2 separate regions of the Zea mays genome follow, and region 1 is linked to region 2. Evidence: chromatin contacts called from public Hi-C data. All regions are on one chromosome and are shown on one strand. Each heading gives the region's core, a stretch centred on a gene start, on an enhancer-like site or on the middle of the called end of the contact. The rest is flanking DNA. Distances are from core to core; before and after follow the strand shown. Region 1 holds the start of LOC103643812. Region 2 holds the start of LOC103643809 (elongation factor-like GTPase 1).

Region 1 (6,963 bases), core at 1,981-4,480, 390 kb before region 2:
AAAAGTGGTCATTCCAACTTACTATGTATAAGTTAGGGCTATCACTGGATGAGAACTCTGCCGCCTGGGCAATCTCATCCCAGATGTTGTCAAATGACATGGCACCATTAAGGAAGTCAAAACCACTCATGTCATCATCGCCTTCGGGCTGGAAGAATCCGATAAAAGATTTGCTGGGGGAAACTGTCAGCGGGCGAATCTTGGCATGAAGGACAGTTTCAAGATCAAAGTGCTTGTCAGGAAAACGCTCTCTATACGTCTCATTCTCACAAAGGTTTCTCCACTCTAGTGATCCTTCACGGATAAGGCTGTCAAACTGTGACTGGATAGGCATGATATTCTGATTTGCTTGGAACCAGTCTGCAATAACAGCCACAAGTGCTGTACATGCACTCTCCCCAGCTGCTCGCTCACTTCTCTGGTCTATTGATGCAAAGAACATCTGGGATGAAAGCTTCATACGGCCATCGCGGCTAATTATCTCCTTCAACTCCCAATTTCCAATGACAAAATTGTCATCACCAAATTCTGACACCATAGTATTTGCTGATCCATCTCCTCTTGATCCCTGAAATCCAAAAATGTATTAAAAAGGGAAAAAGTGAAGCTGAAGTAAATTCCTGAAATATACTGATAGCTTTGTTTTATAATGCTAAAAATAGGAAGGAAAATTTACCTCTGAAACAGATTCATCAGATGATGTTAGCAAGCGTCGATCATTGTCAATATCATCACCTCCCTCTTCCCCATATGCCTTTTTCAACAGAGGTTCACCTTTAGCCTTCAGCGACCGTAAACTCAGTTTCCTCTTTCTCCAAGGAAGTATACTGCGCTTAGCAGTTAGCAACCCATTCTCTGTGGTTGATGGCAATACTTTCTCTACTTGGAAACCGACATCAGTTTTTCGGTTACTATAATATATCCAGTCCTCATGCTCCCCATCAATCTTTGCATGGGCATAAACTAGGCCACCAACATAGTTGACAGATTGCAGAGACCCATAACTGAAAGACTTCCTGATAGTTGAATCTCCAAATTCATCTTCCTCTACTCTGTCATCTAGATCGTCATCAAGAGACTCAGTATCACATGGATATTCAGCACCATCACTGTTAACACAAAACTTATCTTCGCCACCTGCCTGGCAAGTCTTCTTAGGCCTTCGTGTCGACACCAGATCTGTGAGAATTTTTACCTTCCTCAACCCTGCTTTAATAACCGAAACCTCATCTTTTCCTCCAGGAAAAGAATCGCCAGATGATGGGGACAATGGCAAGGTTGCAGCAGATCGCTGTGATGCATCAGATGTTTCTTGAAAAGCTCTTAATTCAACCATACTCAGAGTGAGCTGCAAAAAAAAAGATAAAAGGTCACATGGTATAGTGATTTAAGTAAAAGTTTTTTTCTAAAAAAATTGAAGGACAACTGTTAACCAGAACTTCTAGTTCACATCGTATACTCACATGAAGGGATGAGGCTCGTTCAGGTGCACCACCAGGTATAGACAACGGAAGAATTATCTCAATTGTCTCTCCAGCCGTCAATGCATAATCTGCTAGATTGAGAGAAGCAGTTCCCAGAATTGATGGTTTGTTCTTTGGGCCTTTGTTAATATCCTGTGCCGAAGAAATATGGAGAAGGAAGATGAGACTTGCTTGAAAAGATGAAATCAGCTCAAAAGAAATATACACAAAGTTGCCAAGGGATGACACCTCCAAAGCTAAAATAAAAAAACAAAATGTTCTGATTGATTTGACAAGGAAATTATCTTGTTCATATAGTACTTCGTTATTCAATGCTCATCATCACAAGGTAATATGTTATTGTCATGAAGGTAAACTTAGTCCATACTAAGAGGAAGATGGATACAGAGATTTAGTTCCTATGATTGATCGTGGACCATATGACATCAGAATCAACTCGTGTTTTTTTCGATTTCAATTGAAATGAAACGTGAGCGGATTATTTCTCCTACCAGTTTACAAGAGATTTAAAACAAATAGTACCTGAATCGTTACACAGACACAGGAAAGTTCAAGCAATTAGAAAACATTACTTAACAGAATAGATAAGTAGGACTACACACGCATCAGTATCAACCGCAAAAGGGACAAAGAAGAAGAAAAACTGGAAAGTAGAATGATAATGGGTAAACAGGATACCCTGATCAGAATTGCTTACTTAGAAATGTAGTGCCTGTTTAGACCACGGAATAGGAACTCAAATCGTTAGGAATTTAGGTCCAAATCCAGCTAGAATCCAAAAACTACAGAGAACTTTCCTTTTTCAAACACACCATGAATGGGAACAGGTAAAAAAACCATATTCTGAACACAAAATTTTACACTGGACAGAGTCAAACAAGTGAGAAATGATGCAACTAACCAACAGGGGACATCGATCGAAAACATCTAGTGATGTACAGTATATATAGTTCGGTGCATTGTTATGAGGATTATGAACAACACAGATAGTAGAAGAGAATCAAAGGAAGAGGCGCTCACGCTGAAGACGCAGAAGGCGAGCTCCCATGGGTGGAACGCGGCGCCCTCCCGCTGCGACGCGGCCGCGAGGGTGACGACGCTCTCGAACTCCTCCTCCCACGCCGCGCCGGCGTCCTCCCGTGTGCGGTTGCGCCTGACCGCGGCACGCCGCAGCGAGCCGAGCGCGGAGGCCCTGGGCCCCTTCCACCTCACCTCCGCGGCGACGGCGGCCCTGGGCTGCGCGGCGCCCGGCGGCTCGCGCTCCGGCGAGGCCGCTGTCGCGGGCGAGGGCGACGGCGAAGGCGAAGGTGAAGGAGGCGGGAGCCCCTCCGCACGCCGCACCAACAGCCGCACGCGGAACTTGCGCGCCGCCGGCGGCCGCGGCCACCGCATCATCCTCGCCACCATCAGCGGCGCCCCGGTCAACGCGCAGAGATCGGCCGGAGCCCGGGGTTTTGGGGGACAAGTATCGACGACTGAGACGGCAGGAAGCGGACAAGGGAACGAGGTTTCGGGGTCAGATCAGCGGTGGAAGCCTAGGCAGGCGTCGTCCTGAGGCTGAGAGAAGCGAGGAGGAGGAGGCGAGGCCAGCCGGACCGCTAGGTGGGAGTGGGATTGGATTTGAGGCGGAGTCGTCGGGGTGAGGAAGAGGACTGGAGGAGGCCCGCGGCGGATGCACGGGAGGAGAGAGAAGCGGAGCTCCGAAATAAATAGGAAGGTGAACGTTAGGTCGGGGGATTGTGTTGCAGGCCACTTCTTCGTCGTCTCCGTTTGGGTTTTTGTTTTGTTTTTCGCCCCCCGCCCCCCCCCCCCCCCCCCCCCCCCCCGTTATTTTTTTGGCAGTTGGGTAGCTTAGAAACTTTATTTTTTAAGAGATTTCAATTTTCAAAGAAAAATAGTTTGTTTTTTCTAAGAAAATAAGAAATCTTTAGAAAAATAGAGTTCCCAAACTAGCCCTAGAAATTTAAAAAAATAAAACAAACTCATTTTTATATCACTCTATGGCATCAAAATAACTAGGTGTCTAATTTTATAAAAGTTAAATAACATGTAAATAGTTAATCCTATTTTTATTCTCTTTGACCTTGACGTTAGATTCCACCACGTGGGACCCATAGCAGACTTTTTCTAGTACGCTGTAGTTTCGTCTCGTGTGGTTTTATTTTTCCCATTTGTCGCCCCACGATTACTACTCACTAAGTTTGCGCTTGCGCTTAAGTCAAGGTATCATTTTAGGAGCATCTTCAACTGTATCTTAAATCTTTCGGATATAGAGCTCAGCTCATAAAACCAATACCTTATACTTGTTTTTCACATCATTATGAACCTTTTGTTTAATAAATTTGTACTGTTAGCATGCTTATTTGGTGGCACGAATGTCTATATTTTTATTTTATAAATTCGGCCAAACATAAGAAAAAGGATCGGGGGAGTTTTTTGTAATTCTCGGAGATGCTCTAGTGTGGTACTGTAGTTATATTGCAAGTTGCCTGCCCGTGTCCGTAAGGCTATCCGCAACCGTTACCCCTAAATTTTTTCCCCTATATCACTTTTTCCCCCTATTTTCCTCCCTATTTTTTCATCTCCCGCAGCGGTTCCCCCTAAATACTCCCCCTATACCCCACTACCACTATAAAATATCATTTTCTATACCAACTATCAATTTTTTATCTACTAACAATTACTCGTGGACCCACAGCACAGTGTTTAGGGTGATGAACAGTGACACGCTAGATTTAGGGGGAGAGAGAAGGGGGCCAGCATGTAGGGGGCGTTGTAGGTGGCACCGCTGCGGCCGTGGAGTGCCCCCTACAGCCCCCATGCAAGGGGAGGGGGAAGGGGAGGGGGATGCGTTGCGCTAGGGATGAAAACGGGACGGATACATCCGGATATAGGGTCATCCCGTATCCTACCCTAATGTATTTCTCTCGGATACGGGACCGGATACGGGTAGTTAAGATTCGGGACGGATACAGGACGGGACCGGGTAATAATCCGGACGGGTAAGAAACGGATAACGGATACTACTCGGGTAGGTACCGGATAATTGTCGGGTAGTTCATCCGATGATATTAATTGTCCAACCATCCATAAGTTAAGCAATACATAATCATGTATATGATACATCAGATGTAAGAAAGGAAACCGGTAAAATTGACATCATGCAGTTCAAAGTTGCTTATTACAAGAACATTGTAGAACCAACACCGCAATATTTAAAATTCATAAAATATTCTAGTTCTAAAAATTTGCAAATAAGTTACAAAAACTAATAAACATTTTATATGAAGATAACTCAAGTCCTCGTATGAAAATGATAAAGTGAAGTACTGATTATATTGAAACTTGGATACTTACACTAATTTCACATGTAACTCATACAAATAAGTGAAAGTGAAAGGAAAGAAATGTGGGCATCTTATAGATCTTATGATCCAAACATTTTTTATGGTTACATATGGACATACGTTGTATCTCCGTAAAATTTCACAATTTTTTGAGGCTATTTATGTATTATTAATTTCTTGTCATAGAAAATCATCAAAATACAATTAAATCATTAAAATATTGTTTAAACAAAAACATGATGTATTACAAAGTCATAGATCTCTTCAAGCTCTACAATTTTCATATAAACTTTATCTTCATCCGATTTCATATGTAAAAGTTATGATTTTATAACTATATTATGCAGAAAAAGAAAAAACGGGTACCCGAATTCCGGGTATCCGTATCCGACCCGGGATTTTCGGGTACTGACCGGGTATTAGTGATTCCGTATCCTACCCGTATCCGAGGTTCAATATCCGGGTAATACCCGTATCCGTCCCGACAAACAAAATACCCGTATCCGTATCCGAAATTACGTCCCGTTTTGGTATCCGTATCCGATACCCGTTCCGGGTACCCGTCCCGTTTTCATCCCTACGTTGCGCACAGCCTAAGAGCTGAGAAGTATGCTGTATGCGTGTGGTGGACGCCCGTGGCCGTGTGCGCCGCGTTGTTTTTGCCGCGTCGTTTGACGGGAACGAGGATGGGATGGGACCCGCGGCAAAAGGGAAACGACCCGCTGCCGTGCGTGTTTCTCGTTCGCTGTGGTTGCGGTTGCGCGCGCCTGTGGCCGAGATGCTGTCTGCCGGCCCGCGCTATGTTCCGTTGACATTTCTCGTCACGCCGCAGGACGGCAGCAGGACCCAGCGCCGAGACAGTTATTTTTTATGAAAAAAAAAAACTAAACTGCCGCGGATAAACCCCTCCCTCGGGTCTGCTAGCTAAACAGACGAATTCCTTTGTCAGTTAACCCAGCAAGCATCAAGCAATCTCCGGGGTGCAGCTGCAGCACATGAATATTTTTACGCAGGAATCAATGGCCGATCGATGCGTCAGCAGCATCTTCTACCAGCTTGCAAACCACAGTCGAATTCCACCTGTTCGTCCGTCTCCAGCTGCGCTGCGGCCGAAGAGGACAGCCTGTGCGGTGGTTGTTCCTTTGGAACAGGAACAGATGCCCCCTTCTTGATTTTTTTTTTGTTTTTGTTTTTATAAAAGCGCGGCTCCGATTCCATCGTCCAAGCGCAACGGAGACGTTCCATTTGTCTGTCCCGGCTTCGGCAGCAAGGAGATCCCTCCGGCCGGCAGCGAGCAGTATATGATACTAATATTCGCAGGATCCGTCAATTTGTCACATGGATCGAGGGGAGGAGAGGACACAACGGAAGGTTTGCTAGGCACAGGTCCGCCGACCGACCCACACAAACACAAGAGCCAAAACGACCGTTCCAGATTGTGGCAAGGCAAACTGGTTCCGCCTGGAGGAGATGCCTTTGTTTACAAGCTCATTTCTCAACATAAAAAAGAGCTTAGAACCTTAGTACATACAGCTCAGGTGCACGATACTGTCGAGACGTTCTTCCAAGAAGACAGAGGGGGAGTCGCTTGTCGGGATGGCATTTTAACTATCAAACCTGAAACCCCGACGGGTATGGGTACGGGTGAATATTTTGACTCCCCAGATGCAACCCGCAGCCGACTCGAAGTTTCGTGAATGTGTGTGTGCGGGTTTTCTATTTCAACCCGCGCACCCGACCCAAAATTTGGTTTATTCGTTATTTTGTGCAATAATGATTAAAATACAATAGTAATTATTTTTCAAATAAGTGACTTGGCCAATGATTCAGGAAGCATTTTTGTTGCTGCTCAACGTGAGAAGACTTAAAATCCATAGATATAACTCAATTGCTGGTGGTATTTAATTGCTTATAGCTCAATTATTGCTTAAAAGTGTACAATGAGTAAAAACGCGGGTGACCCGAAACCCGATGGGTTTGGGTGCGGGTTTAGAATCGCACCCACGGGTGTGATCGCGGGTGGGTTTAGGTAGATTTCACGGGTGTGATCGCGAGTATGTTTTTGCTCCACTCGACCCAAATCCGACTCATTATCATCCCTAGTCGCTTAGCATCGATGCTACCTATTGGTA
Region 2 (6,812 bases), core at 3,733-6,232:
TATGCCCAGGAACTAAAGTACCCGAAGGGGGCCTTAGTGTTCAACGGTACAGACGAAGATGATTTCTTGTACTGTCTCCCGGACAATAAAGAATTATCTGTGTGCCGGGAGATGGCCAGAAGTATGGGCTTCCCGAAGCTCGAAGCTGGCCTTTGCGCCATGACGAAGGTCGATCTTGCAGATAGTCTTGCATACAACAGTCTGAAGGTATAGAAATTATGAATTTTGAAGCTTATGAACTCTGGAATGAAGTCTTTTGCTCTGATATTAATCCTTTTATTCTTTCTTGCAGGGCTTAATACTTAGCAACGCCCTAAGGGCGCAAAAAAATGCTGAAGACGAGAGCTGCACTATAGCTCTCAACAACCTTCGAACAGAGGTTATCAGGCTGAGAAATGAAGCCTCAGAAAAAGACAAAATTCTACTTTCATTGGTGGATAAAGTAAAATAAGATGAAGCAAATTTCAAGGCTCAAGCTGAAATTCAAAAGAATGAGATCGAAGACCTTCAGAAACAGCTGGCCGAAGCCAAAGAAAAATGTGGGCTCGCTGAGGCCAACTGAGATATTAGTGAATATTGGAAAAATTATTTAGAAAAAACAGTTGAAGAACTGCGCGCATCCAAAGAAAGATGCTTCGAAAAATCCCTGGGCTGCGTGGAGAAGATAAAGGCTAGCATCGCCAAAGTGGGTGCCTATTCTAACAAAGATAACTTTATACGAGGTGACCCTGAAGGTGTTATCAAATGGATAAGCAGAGAGGCCAAAGCTTTTGAAGAAATTTTAAGTGATCGCGGGGATGTCTGCGCGTTCTCTGGTGCGAGAGAAATTTCAGCCATCCTGGAGAAGGCAAGTTGCGATCATGTCAGGACCCTGGCTCAAATCGAAGCTGCCTTCTCCGTGGATGACACAAAGGATCCTTCAGCTGAAGCAAGCTTAATGGGCGGAAAATTTTACACTGACATCTGGGCGAATGGTGGCCGTGAAATAGCTCACGAAATTATGAAGAAGAGCGAAAAAGACATCCATGACGCTCGAGTACAAGCTAAGCAAGCTGAAGAAGCTCCAGAGCGCGAGAGGCGCATAGGTATTGTTTCGCGGCATCTAGCTTCGACATTTGTTTTCGTGACTTCAAAATAATTACTTTTTTCTACTGCGCATATGTAAATTATTTCTAATTCAGTTCTTTGCGTTGCATGAAACTTTATATTCATACCATTTTTGAGCCTTCGGCGAAAAAAGAACACCTTCCCTTCTTTTCATGTTTCGTAAAGAAGAAAACCCGTACTTCGTGAAAATATCCATGCTTCGTAAAAACATCCCAGCTTCGTAAACAAAAGATCCCTTCTTTTGCAATAGAGCTGACAAAGCTGTATTTCTCAGCTTACTTTGTGCCTTAGCTCATTTTTATTTTTTATAAAGCAGTCTCCGAAGGTCGACTTCGTATTCAATTCATGTCATCGGTGCAATATGATGTATGATGTGATGTTATACGGGATGATGTGATGATATGATGCGAATTATGATGCTAACGCCGAAGATATGCTCCCACACGCCCACACTAGAACACACCATTTCTACGTCCCCTTAGGAACGATCGGAATCTCTTTGCCGTTTTTTCGGTTTCACTGCTTATTTTTCGGTGTAAGTTCTGCATCCCCTTAGGAACGTCTTTTGAACTTCTTCGCCTTCTATTTCGGCGGTATCACCGTTGACTTTTTGGTGTAAGTTCTGCATTCTCTTAGGAACGTCTTTTGAACTTCTTCGCCTTATATTTCGACGGTATTTGGCTCTGCATTCCCTTTGGAACAACTTTTGAGCAGAAAACTTACACTGCGCTCCCTTAGGAACGACTTTTTTCTAGCTTCGTCAAAACTTACACCGCTCCCTTAGGAACGACTTTTTTGTAGCTTCGGTAATTTTCGAGCTTCGTAAATCTGTGAAGAAGATATATTTCACTATTACAAGGAATTAAAACTAGATCTACATTACTTGTTCTTTATTGAAAAACAAAAACTGACATATAATATAAGAAAATTTTCAAAGGTAGGATATTTCTCAATAAATGTTCTTTGATTCCGGCACAGTACTATTGACTGTGTGAGCTTCGGATTCCTCCCTGAATTCCCGTTGCTGTTGAGAGTACTGGTGCCCTTCTGGCTGCTGGCTTCGAGAATAGGTCGATTGTAGTGGTGGTGGGGGTGGTAGTTGTGGCCAAGAAGCCTGTGAATGGCTAGCCGAAGCACCAAAAGCTGCAGGATGATTGCCCACATACTCTGGTATGTAGGGAGAATGGCACGAAGCAATGTGCAATACCTGCTTCGGCTGATTCTACCGAGCTTGGGCTTCTGCTATCTCCTTTTGCTTCTGAATGGTGATTTGGCACATTCTTGTAGTATGGCCCTTATCTTCACCACAGAATAAGCAATAGATCTTTCTAGGATGATCCCCAAATCTTCCTCCAAAGCCCCTGGCGCCTCTGCCCCTTAGAACTGGTGGCCTGAAAGAGCTTTGCTGTTGCCCCGAAGATTGTGAGGGGTATTGCGACCTCTGAGGCTGACTCCCTTTGTCATCACTCTGAGTGGAATTATGGATTGACCTGACATGTCTCGGGTGGATTCTTCCTCCGAAGCCCCTGGTCATTTCCGAGAATCTGTAAGCTTCCTCCCTTCTTTGGCGGAAGTCGTTGTCAGCCCGGATGTACTCATCCATTTTCTCAAGCAGCTTCTCCAGAGTTTGTGGGGGCTTCCTAGCGAAGTACTGAGCCATAGGTCCTGGTCAAAGGCCCTTAATCATGGCCTCAATGACAATTTCATTGGGCACCGTGGGCGCTTGTGCCCTCAATCGCAAGAACCTTCGGACATACGTTTGGAGGTATTCCTCATGATCTTACGTGCATTGGAACAAGGCCTGAGCTGTGACTGGTTTTGTCTGAAAACCTTGGAAACTGGTCACCAACATGTCCTTAAGCTTCTGCCACGATGTGATGGTCCCTGGCCGAAGAGAAGAATACCATGTTTGAGCTACATTCCAGACTGTCATGACGAAGGACTTCGCCATAACTGCAGTATTTCCCCCATACGAAGATATAGTTGCTTCGTAGCTCATCAGAAACTGCTTTGGATCTAAGTGCCCATCATACATGGGAAGCTGAGGTGGCTTGTATGACGGGGGCCATGAGGTAGCCTGCAGTTCTGCTGCCAAGGGAGAAGCATCATCAAAAGTAAAGGTATCATGATTAAAATCATCATATCATCCATCTTCGTTGAACAAGCCTTCTTGACGAAGCTCCCTGTGTTGGGGCCTTCGATCTTGTTCATCTTGAACAAGATGACACACTTCTTCAGTAGCTTCGTCGATCTTCCTTTGAAGATCAGCCAGCCACGCCATCTTCTCCTTCTTCCTTTGTACTTGCTGATGGATTATTTCTATGTCCCTGATCTCTTGGTCCAACTCCTCCTCCTGGAGTGTTGGACTGGTGGCTTTCCTCTTTTGGCTTCGAGTCTCTCGGAGAGAAAGAGTTTCCTGGTTTGGGTCCAGCGGCTGCAGTGCAGCAGTTCCTGGCGCTGAAACTTTCTTCGGCGGCATGACGAAGGTCAGTGCTTGCCGAAGGTGGTCGAAAGAGTTCACCGGAGGTGGGCGCCAATGTTGGGGACTTGTTCTCAAGTACTATGAATTAAGAACAAGACAACACAAAATGTTAAGAGTTAATACCCTTCGTCTTTCGAAGCATTATTTCTCATAGGATATAATGATCTTCAGACGAAGGTGATGAAGGACATACCTTCATCATCATAGCGCATATTAATGAAAGAAGAAGTATATGCAATATAAAAGACAACATGAATAATTATATGACATTGTTAATATATTCCTCATTATCATGGATAAACAGAAACAATATTGAATTACATTTATACCTTCGACTTGACAGAAAGCAAAAGTCCAAGCGTGACGCACGAGCGAGTACAAGTCAGTGTGAACAGTACAGGGGAATTGTTCATCTATTTATATGCACAGGACGCAGCCTGTGAGAAATTACATTCATGCCCTTTATATTTACTATCGATTTATAGATGAAACTATGAGGACTAGATGGTCTTTTCCCTTTTAAGTCGGTTCCTTCTTTCCGCTATTTAGCCGAAGCTTCCTTGCGCGTAGCTTCGGAGCGACTCCAACTTTCGTCACGATCATGCTTTCCACATCGTACATGCTTTTAACCCGAGTCTGAAGGTACCTGTTTATATGTCACACTTGGAAGATATTGTTAAATCACGTTTTTGAGGACCTTTGGAGGACGAAGACCCCCAACAGGTATAATGCAGATATATTTTACACATGGACACACGAGTATAGGTTGTACACTGCACACGTCTACCCAACGAGTAGAGATTCTTGCCCATTAATATACTCATGGGTTAAAATCATTCTATACTCTCCTTTATATCAAGTATTTGGGTTTCAAGTACCCGTTAGCATCTCTACTCAAAAGGAAATAGTTTCTACGGTACGACAAAACACATTGGATTGCAAAATTTCAATTGTTTGCAAAAAGAAAAATCACTTTAAAATGAACTGAAATTGGGCAGAGCAACACAAAAGTCTTCCCCGTTGGTTAACTTAAGACTATCTATCTCACTTTATAAACAATATAGTTTATGGTATAAAACAATATTTTTATACAATTAATATACACGACCTGCTAAGCCTAAGAATATTCGCAGCTGTCCAGTTTTTTGCTTAGGAGGAGAGGCAAGGGGAGGGGTGACGGTGGCGGTGACGACACGAGAGTTTTCGTTCCCGGATTGCCAATTGTGTGCCGCTGTTTATTTTTTGTCCGACAATTGACGATCGGACGGCATGAGTATAACTTAGCCTCAGATCCAACGGTTCGCGTAGCTTACTTGTCCGGTACGAAGCAAAGTCGGCCCTATAAACACTGTCATCCTGGACCCGCTCCAAGGCCCAAACAAGCCTTTTTCTGCCTGCTTCAGACCGCTCCAAAGCTCCCCAAGCCCAAACCCTAGCCACCACGGCAATGGCGGCGGTGGAGAGGGCCGACGAGTCGGCGGCGACCGCGGCGGGTGACCCGCGCCACGTCCGCAACACGTGCATCCTCGCGCACGTGGACCACGGCAAGACCACGCTGGCCGACCACCTGGTGGCGTCTTGCGGGGACGGGCTCCTCCACCCGAAGCTCGCCGGACGGCTCCGCTTCATGGACTACCTCGACGAGGAGCAGCGGCGGGCTATCACCATGAAGTCCGCCGCCATCGCGCTCCGCTCCCGGGCCGGCCACCGCATCAGCCTCATCGACTCCCCGGGCCACATCGACTTCTGTTCCGAGGTCTCCTCCGCTGCGCGCCTTTCGGACTCGGCGCTCATTCTCGTCGACGCCGTCGAGGGGGTGCACATCCAGACGCACGCCGCGCTGCGCCAGGCCTTCATCGAGCGCCTCCGGCCCTGCCTCGTGCTCAACAAAATCGACCGCCTTATCACCGAGCTCAGCCTCACCCCCGCCGAGGCCTACGTCCGCCTCCACCGCATCGTCTCCGACGTCAACTCTATCTATTCCGCGCTCCGCTCCCACTCCTACTTCTCCCTCCTCTCCGCACTGGAGGACAACCCCTCCACAAGCTCTTCGTCCTCAGCTGAGGACCTACCGGAGGACTTTGAAGACGACGATGACAACGAGGACGCCTTCCAGCCCCTCAAGGGCAATGTCGTCTTCGCCTGTGCACTTGACGGCTGGGGCTTTCGCCCCCAACAGTTCGCCAACCTCTACGCCAGAAAGATCGGGGTCAACCCCTCTGCCTTCCTGAAAGGATTGTGGGGCCCCAGATATCTAGATAAGAAGACGGGGAAGGTTGTAGGGAAGAAAGCCATCAAGAGCTCAGACCCACAGCCAATGTTCGTGGAGTTTGTGCTAAGTGCCCTGTGGAAGATGTACGAGCTGGTGCTGAAGGATGGTGGTGAGAGTAAGGGGGTGAAGAAATTGATTGTAAACTTTGACTTGAAAATTCCCGAACGAGAGCTGAAGAACAGAGATACAAAGGCTGTGCTGCAGTCCGTCATGAGCCGGTGGCTGCCGCTGGCAGATGCTGTGATGGATATGGTGGTGGAGTGCACGCCTGATCCTGTTGCTGCTCAAGGGGTCAGGGTTGCAAGGCTTATGCCAAAGAGGGAGGTTACTCCAGAAGATGCTGCTGGATGCCCTGAGGTTGTTTCGGAGGCAGAGAGGGTGCGGAGGTGTGTTGAGGCCTGTGATGTGAGTGCTGATGCGCCAGTGGTAGTTTATGTGTCAAAGATGTTTGCTGTGCCATCTAAGATGTTGCCATTGAAGGGAGTGTATGGGGAACTATTGAACCACCAAAGTACCAGTGAGTCAGAGGAGTGCTTTATGGCATTTGCGAGGGTCTTCAGTGGCGTCCTTCATGCAGGGCAGAAGGTATTTGTGCTATCACCATTGTATGATCCAGTAAAAGGGGATACGGTTCAGAAGCATGTGCAGGAGGTGGAGCTGCAATACTTGTATGAGATGCTAGGACAAGGCCTGAAGCCAGTTGCCAGCGTGGGTGCAGGGAATGTGGTTGCAATCCAGGGTCTTGGGCAGCATATATTGAAGAGCGCCACATTGTCGTCCACCAAGAATTGCTGGCCCTTCTCGAGCATGATGTTCCAGGCGTCTCCGATGCTTAAGGTTGCAATTGAGCCCTCAAATCCAGCTGATTTAGGAGCTCTTGTTAAAGGGCTTAGGCTTCTTAACCGGGCAGACCCATTTGTTGAGTATACAGTTTCGCAGAGGGGCGAGCAT

Evidence for each region. A called contact is a pair of places that touch in the nucleus more often than the background predicts.
Region 1: a Hi-C map of tassel shows a contact between it and region 2, with 3 times the contacts expected there. The contact joins the promoter of LOC103643812 here to the promoter of LOC103643809 in region 2. A contact is called at or near these places in 7 of 25 Hi-C or Micro-C datasets (bundle sheath, ear, endosperm and 3 more).

Annotation. Positions count from the first base shown.
Region 1 is chr1:266,950,726-266,957,688 of Zm-B73-REFERENCE-NAM-5.0, reverse strand. LOC103643812 reads right to left here and starts at 3,230. Exons shown (of 4, transcript XM_008666972.4): 1 at 2,505-3,230; 2 at 1,464-1,616; 3 at 677-1,348; 4 at 1-568. The coding sequence starts at 2,891.
Region 2 is chr1:266,563,360-266,570,171 of Zm-B73-REFERENCE-NAM-5.0, reverse strand. LOC103643809 (elongation factor-like GTPase 1) reads left to right here and starts at 4,982. Exons shown (of 1, transcript NM_001374610.1): 1 at 4,982-6,812. The coding sequence starts at 5,037.